Regions from separate parts of the Mus musculus genome. Here region 1 is linked to region 2. The links are chromatin contacts, called in public promoter capture Hi-C maps. All regions are on one chromosome and are shown on one strand. Each heading gives the region's core, a stretch centred on a gene start, on an enhancer-like site or on the middle of the called end of the contact. The rest is flanking DNA. Distances are from core to core; before and after follow the strand shown.

Region 1 (3,727 bases), core at 1,021-3,520, 2.0 Mb before region 2:
GAGGGTTAGACCTCCTTTTCCTCAAAGAAGGAGGACTTTGTGCAGCCCTAAAAGAAGAGTGTTGCTTCTATGTAGACCATTCTAGAGTAATTAAAGATTCTATGTCAAAACTCAGGGATCGATTAGACAAGCGCAGAAGGGCAAGAGAAGATAGACAGAGCTGGTTTGAAAATTGGTTTAATAAGTCTCCTTGGTTTACCACCCTTGTTTCTACCCTTGCCGGTCCCCTAACCATTCTTTTGCTTTTGCTCACTTTTGGACCTTGCATTCTTAATAAGTTAGTGGCTTTTGTAAAAGACAGGGTTAATGCTGTACAGGTAATGGTGCTCCGACACACCAGTACCAGACTTTGCCAGAAAAGGAAGTGGGGTCGCTCTAAGATTAGAGCTACTCACAAGAAGTGGGGAAATGAAGAGTGGAAAAATACTGACTGCCCTGAGAACATGGGCCCCAGCCCCCTGCCAGAGGGCCTAATTACCCGGAACTTTTGAGAAAAACAACCGCAGACTGTTTCAATGTCCCAGGTGGTATTATTTGCAGATCCCCTGTGACTGGAGCTGTGGGCCACCATGTGGGTGCTGGGGAATCGAACCTTGGACCTTTGGAAGAGAAGCCAATGTTCTTTTTTAGTTTTTTGAGACAGGGTTTCTCTGTGCAGCCCTGGCTGTCCTGGAACTCACTCTGTAGACCAGGCTGGCCTCGAACTCAGAAATCCGCCTGCCTCTGCCTCCCAAGTGCTGGGATAAAAGGCATGGCCACCACGCCAGGCAGGATATCTTTTCTTGATGATCCATCCTGTTTCTCTTGTCCAGTGGTATCTGAATTTCTCTGTTGTATGTTTTTCTTCTCCTGGGAAGATAAAAACAAAACCCTGCCCCAACCCTAACTCTGGATTCTTTTGTGGACTAGCAGGGTATATCTTTCCCAGGGCAAAATGCTTTTTGGCAACAGAAAAAAAAAGCATTATCTTTGAAGTTGAAATTATTATTATTTTTAAAGTTTGAAACTAAATATACCTTAGTATGTGGATAAATATACTTATATCCCCCTTTCTCTTTATATAAATTTAAGGTTAAGGGGCTGGGCTGGAGAGATGGCTCAGCAGCTAAGAGCACTGACTGCTCTTCCAGAGGTCCTGTCACTGTAAAAGGGGGCGGAGATCATTCAGTGAGGGAAGGGTCATCTGTACAGCCTGTGTATATTAGTCAGCTGGTGCACACACCACTGATACCCAACTCCACAAAAACTCATTGCTGTGCTCCCTGCCTTTCTTCTTTCACGTAAGCTACTGGAACTCGTCCCATACTGGAGTACATGAAACACTTTGTTTTAATAGCTGAACAATTTCCCAACCTAAGGATTACTACAGTTAGCCTGGGAATTATGAGGACCCGGGAAGATTAACACACACACACAGCTAGCGTCTGGAGGCTTGGTTCTGAAGATGTGGTTTTATCCTCAGCTCAGCTCAAAATTCGCTGCTAACGTTAGGCTGGAGGTTTCCCGATAGAGAATTCCCCTCACACCCTCTGCCAATCCTCTATCTCCAGCCAGAAGCCGGGGAACCGGACAAAGAGATCCCCACCAGAAGCCCTTGCTTACAAAAGTCGGAGCAAAATACTGGATAAAGCAGATACTTAGTTTCAAAGTGACCACTGGACTCAGGACACACCTACCAGATTCCTAAACTCCAATACCTTCTCAAGCACGGCACTACCTCTCTCCCCTCTTCTACAAAAAGTTCCTAACCCAGTCCAGTCCAACGACTTCAAAGATCTCCTAGTGTGAGACAGTGAACTCGCCGGGGCGCGACTAATCGCCCAAGAAACCTTTAAATTTAGTTCAACTGTGTTTATTGCAGCGGCGGCGGAGAAGCCATTCAGTTAACTCGGAATTATGCGGCTTTTCAGGGACAACCGTCGCAAGCCGGACGTGTCGAGGCGCGCGTCAGCATCAGCAGGGCAGTTACATTTGCGGGCACCTGAAGAGTTTGGGCAGCGAGTCAGCTAACGAGCAGCACTAAAGGTATGAGGACGCTGGCCCAATGGCGATCGGAACCCGAACAAAGGAGGTGAGCGGATACTTGCGTCAGCTTGGGTCACTTGGCCGCTCTGGCCAGAGTAACGCATCCCTTAAGTTGCAGGGATCCCTGTCCCTTTAAGGGGGCTTAGTTCTGTCCCGTTACTTCCGCCCCGAAGTGGCTTGGCGCAGGCACGTGGACGGGAGTAGGGTGAAGCCGCCTCAAGCTTTCCCCTTAACAGACATGGCGACGGCCGGGATGCCGCGGGTGCGTCCGGCCGTGACGTCACTTCCGGGGCGGGGGAGGCAGAGTGGTGCAGTGAGGGACAAACAAAAGGAGGCGCTGGAGGAGCGCGGCGGCGGGCGGCCGGACTGGGAGGTGGAGGGCCCGGGCTGCCTGCGGGCGGCTGCGAGCGGAGAGCCCAGGTGAGCGGGTCGGGTGGGGGATGAGACGCGCGCTGTCACCGCACGGGACGCTCTCCTCGGACGCGCGCTCCGCCCCTTCAAGTTCTGCGGGGCTCTCGCTGCCCAGGGGCGCCGGCCACCCTGGCCCCGCGCTGGGCTTCGCTCCGCCCTGCCTCCCGCGGGCGCCGGCTCCGGTCTCCACCCTCCAGGCCGTGCGGCGGCGCGCGAGCCCCCTCCCGGGCACCCTGTTCTCCGCGCGCCTCTCACCCGAGTTTCCGCCGCGGTCCTCAGGCCGCACTTGCCGCGCTGGTCCCCGCAGATCCGCGCCCCTTGGCGCACGCGCCCCCTTCCCAGAGGTTCCACCCGGGGTTCTCTTGACAGCTCCCCCACCAGCTCTTACAGTTCTTGGCCGTGGGCTTCCCGGCGCCGGCTTCTCTTTAGACCACTCCCTCTTCCTGATCTCCCGGACTGTCCCCTGCTATGGGGAAGGGAGCACAGGCTTTTGGGACCTCAGACTGGGGCTCCCTGAACGACCGACTCCTGATATGAGAGTCTGTTTCGTTCTGTCCCTGTTTTGTGCATCTCTTGGGCAGGAGTGACAAGTACAGGAGGTTGTTGGTGAGCTGGAGGTCAGCAAAGGCGACCCCAAGCTGAAGGAACAGCAGAGTTCGGGATGACAGTGGCAGGGGGTGGGGGCTTGTTTTTTGAGATAGGGTCTCAACTATGTAGCCTTGACTGTCCTCAAACTCTCTCTGTAAACCAGGCTGGCTGGCCTCGAGCTCACGGAGATTCACCTGTCTGGTTCCTGAGTGCTGGGTAGAGACGTGGGCCTCTAACCTCTGTTTGAGACCAGGGTTCTTGAACCTGCCATGCACTGGACTGGAGTGAGTCAAGATGGGCTGGTTCTGCTTGATACAGTTGTTGTCTTGTTTTGAAAGAACACATTGAGTGAGCATTAGCTTTTTCTTGATGGGAACTGGGCTGACATAGTGGTAGTTCTAGGACAGCCACTCTTGTACAACCTCCTCTAACGCTGCCCTAGCTAGGACAGGGACAGCTTTAAGGATGAGGTGTGGAGGGGAGAGAGTCTTTGTGAGGATGGGGACACTTGTCTGCTGAATTTTGGAGACAGAAATGAGTAGCCAGAGGCTACAAAGTCTTTTCCTGCCTTGCAAGTGTGTCAGTGGTCTCTTTAACTCTGCCATCTGTGTTATGTCCTCTGAAGTAGAGAAAATGGCCAGTGCAGGAAGAATAAGTTGACCATTGAGGGTAGGAGAGGGGGTATATTCAGAGGCTCAGGGGT
Region 2 (4,031 bases), core at 951-3,450:
GGGCACACCGGGGTCTAGCCTGAGACACATAGGCCAACAGTGCAGATAGCTCCCAGGCGGACAGAGCTGAGAGCCATGCAGTCACCCCAGGGTCTAGCCTGAGACACACTGGCAAACAGTGCAGACAGCTCCCAGGTGGACAGAGCTGACCCCCAATTTTGAGTTTGAATGCATAAAGGCAATACCGGCAGGCAGAACTCCTCAAAGGCTGGTTTCACAAAGGCGGTGTACTGAGTCAGGATCTGCTCCAGGTCCCTTCCTCGTTGCACATCCCGGAGAACTGCAGCAACAGGAACAAGGCACCATCATATGCCATCCTCCTTGGGACTCCTGGAAAACCCCAACCCCAGCCAGGGACCCAGAGGCCCTTACCTCTTCGAGACAGCCTAACATCAGAGTCTGTGTCCACAAAGAGGCGCAGGTGGAACATGTCCCGGATCTCCTGGGTGTAGAATACCAAGATGCCCTCGAACAGAACCACATCAGCTGGGTAGACCACAGTGGTCTCTGGTAACCTGCCAGGGAGAGACCAGGCTAGGCCCTGCTTGATGGCCCGCTCACATTAGTAACAAGGGGCCTGAGTAGAGGACAGTCCATGGAAACAGACTGCGATGGGACCCACCACGGGACTGGGTGTGACAGCCCTCCCAGGAACCACCTGCTTACCTTGAGTGGGTCACAAAATCATAGGTAGGGACCTCGACAGTTTTGCCTTCAACAATGTTTTTCAGGGTCTTGTGCATCAGATCATTATCAAAAGCATCTACAAAAACAGGAGAAGCCCAAACTGCCCATTTGCTCTGGTGCAGCAGAGGAGGAGGACCACCTCTGCCCAAGGGCAGCGCAGCTGGGAGCCAGGGGTGCTGAGGACCCCACAGCACACCCCAGGATGAAGGGTAAGGTTGTCCCACCAGAAACTGGAACAAAGACTTTCTGATTGGCTGACACTGGGGGAAAGAGATCATTTGAGCCTCTGCTCCTCTGTATCTGGCAAAACAAAGTTAAGAGTCCTATTCTCTGACCTTCAGGAGTCCCTAGGAAAGCTTAAACCTTCAGGAACACAGGCCCCTACCAGGCCAGGAAGCTCCAAGGCCTGAGCCCCAGATTAACCTCTGTTTCTACAACTGGCCTCCCTGAAGACTGACTGCCCCGAGACAGCTTGGGGAATCCAAAGGTCAGGCAGGCGGTAGGTAGGGTGTACAAAGGGCTCCTCAGCAACAAGGTGCCAGGCAGAGATTTCAACACATCAAGAAGCGATCCTCAACATCTCCTGGCTCCTCCTTCCTAAGTGGCTCTAGCAAAAATCTTGAGTCACTCCAGGCTCATGGAATTCAGCAAACCCTACCTTTCTGTGGGCCCACTACCAAGGGAAATGAGGGTAATGTTTCACGGAGCCCCATTGCTGCTGCATTCAATCCCCGCCCCCCTTGGCAGTTGGTGTCCAGCAGTTCTCTCTGGACAGCCTCAGTCTGGCACTTTGCATCCTATGTACACATCCCTGGACAGCCTCGGTGGCAGTCTGCATCCAACAAACATCTCCTACAGCCCTGGTCCAGCAGTCTGCATCCATACACATCTCTGTATCTGTCTGGCAGTCTGCAATCTCTGTAGAGCCCATATCTCACAGCAGTTTATCCTCTACCCCCAGCTCTCCAGGCAGACATTCTCCAGGTACCTGGGTGGTCAAAATTGTACTGTCCCTTCAAAGCCTTGGCCTTCTGCTCGGCCGTCAGAACCTTGTAGAAGCAGTCCTGGCTCAGGATGACCAACTTGCGCTGCCGGCGGTCCACTTCGTTCTGTCCCAGCAGCTCCATGATCTTCTCACACACTGTTGACTGGGGACAGAAGGTGCCAAAAGTGAGCTTGTGCACTGAGTGACCCGCCAGCCCCTGGGGACGACCCCCTTAGCTGCTAGCAACAGGTGCCGCGGTTGGGCCAGAGGCAATGGCGCCCCAACCAGCGGCCTGGCAATCCCTCCGCGAGGCCCAGGCGCAGGGCGCTCACCTTGCCACTAGCGGTGCCGCCGCTCACGCCGATGAGGAACGGCCGCGGCTGGGGACGATCGGCCTCGGGCGCGGCGCTCTCCGAGCCGCCGCCTCCCGCCGAAGCCATATCCGGAGCGACGGACATACATTCACCGACTCTGCCCGCTCCCGCCTGGACGTAGTGACGGATGCTGTGCGCATCGCTTCCGGGGACATGAGCGCATGCGCGCATGAGGCGCGGCACTCAAGGCCGTGTCCCTGAAGAGCCTCAGTGACTCCAGAATGACCCCTTTACCTGGAGGCGGGGCCTGGATGGGGCTCCACCTCCCGACGAGACGCACACTCAAGTGCTGGACTAGACCAAGGTCTCCAGCCCACTGACCCCTATTTCCCTAGCACAGCCGAGATCCTGTCACCCACAGGGTTAGGACCGTCCCTGCCTTATGCTTAACCCCATCAGTGCCTCCTGCCACGTGAGAACGTGTCATCCTGAGACACTTAGGAAGACCTCCCTCTCCCTGGCGCATTATTTAAGTATCTATGAATCTGTTAAAATCTCTTGATTTTTAGACAGATTCTTACCGCATAGCCCTTGCTGTCTGGTACTCTGAAGCCCAGGCTGGCCCCAAACATTCTCCTGCCTCAGCCTTCTGAGGGTGGGAGTAACAAGCATGTACCACCATGCCTGGCTTTTTAAAAAAAGGAAATATTTATAATAATTTTATTTATATGTGCTTGTGTGTGTGTTATGGGTCTGTGCACATGACTGAAGTGCCTGGGGAGTGTCAGATCCCCATAAGGCTGTAGTTACAGGCAGTTGTGAGCTGCCCATTTTAAATGCTGGGAACTGAACTCTGGTCCTATGCAAGAGCAGTACACTTTTTTTTTTTTCCACTTTACTTTATATGTATGGCTGTTTTACGTGCCCGTGTTTTTGTACCACATGCTTGGAGTTCCCACAGCGACCAGAAGAGGGAGTCGGTTCCCTCTGGTAGTGAACTTTCTAACAGTTAAAAGCTACCAGTAGGTACTGGGAATTGAAACTAGGCTTCTGGAAGAGCAGTCACTCCAACTCTCACTCCAACTCCAACAACCTGGCTTTTAAATTCTGTTGTTGTTGTTGTTGTTGTTTTGCTTTCTTTATGACAAATGTCTCATTGCGTAGCCCAAGCTGGCCTAGAACTTGCAAAGGAGATACGAATGGCTCTGAACTCACAGTGAGAGACCTCCTGCTTCTGCCTCCTGAGTACTAAGAATAAAGGCGTGCGCCATCATGCCTGGTCTTCAATTCTTCCTGTGAGCATTGATTGCTCCTGACGTTCATTTGCTATGAATACTTAGGGGGTTGAGAAATGGGGTGGAGCACTTACCTGGACGCTGCTGGACTCTCCAGTCTTGCTGCCTGCCTCGAGCAGAGGTGCTGCCAGTCCACCAGCCCAACTGCTTTTATGTCAGCACAGACTTGAAGCACTTGGTTGAGGCCTTAAGACAACCATGGAGTGGCCAGAGCTCCTGAAAGACCCAGCCTCATCCAGGCCTGTTTTAATTTGTACCAGACTTTTCTATCATAAGTCTCTAGATGGCCTGGGCCAGAGTGGGAGCCTGGAAGGAAAGACTGAGAGAAAAGGATTGCTCGTTTTGAAGGAACAGCTTCAGACAGGCTTGTGAGAGTCAGGCGATGAACATGAGACTCAGGACTGCAAGGAACAGCCATGCCACCCAGATGCCACCTAGCTGTCCCTCGAGCCTCTCTAGGCATGGATGTTAGAACTCAGCTTTCCCTCGGGATTCAGTCCAGGATCTCAGCCCGTTAGATGGTGGGCCATCCAGGGCTGGCCTTCTTTTTGTCTTGGTTAAACTTTACCAGAAACACCTTCATAGAGACATTGTCTTTGGGTTTTACTGCTGTAAAAAAACACCATGAAAACTCTTCTATTTTATTTTATTTTATTTTATTTTATTTCGAGACAGGGTTTCTCTGTATAGCCCTGGCTGTCCTGGAACTCACTTTGTAGACCAGGCTGGCTTCGAACTCAGAAATCCGCC

The links. Promoter capture Hi-C pulls out the DNA fragments that hold promoters and counts their contacts.
Region 1: a contact with region 2 is called in a promoter capture Hi-C map of liver, with 4 times the contacts expected there. The contact joins the promoter of 1700084E18Rik here to the promoter of Uck1 in region 2. A contact is called at or near these places in 2 of 39 promoter capture datasets (liver and pre-B cells) and 1 of 9 other capture datasets (adipose tissue).

Annotation. Positions count from the first base shown.
Region 1 is chr2:30,235,361-30,239,087 of GRCm38.p6, forward strand. 1700084E18Rik (RIKEN cDNA 1700084E18 gene) reads right to left here and starts at 2,271. Exons shown (of 1, transcript NR_028299.1): 1 at 1,837-2,271. Lrrc8a (leucine rich repeat containing 8A VRAC subunit A) reads left to right here and starts at 2,409. Exons shown (of 4, transcript NM_177725.4): 1 at 2,409-2,445.
Region 2 is chr2:32,257,905-32,261,935 of GRCm38.p6, forward strand. It overlaps Uck1 (uridine-cytidine kinase 1), which reads right to left and starts at 2,201. Exons shown (of 7, transcript NM_011675.2): 1 at 2,005-2,201; 2 at 1,676-1,835; 3 at 667-763; 4 at 373-515; 5 at 186-280. The coding sequence starts at 2,130.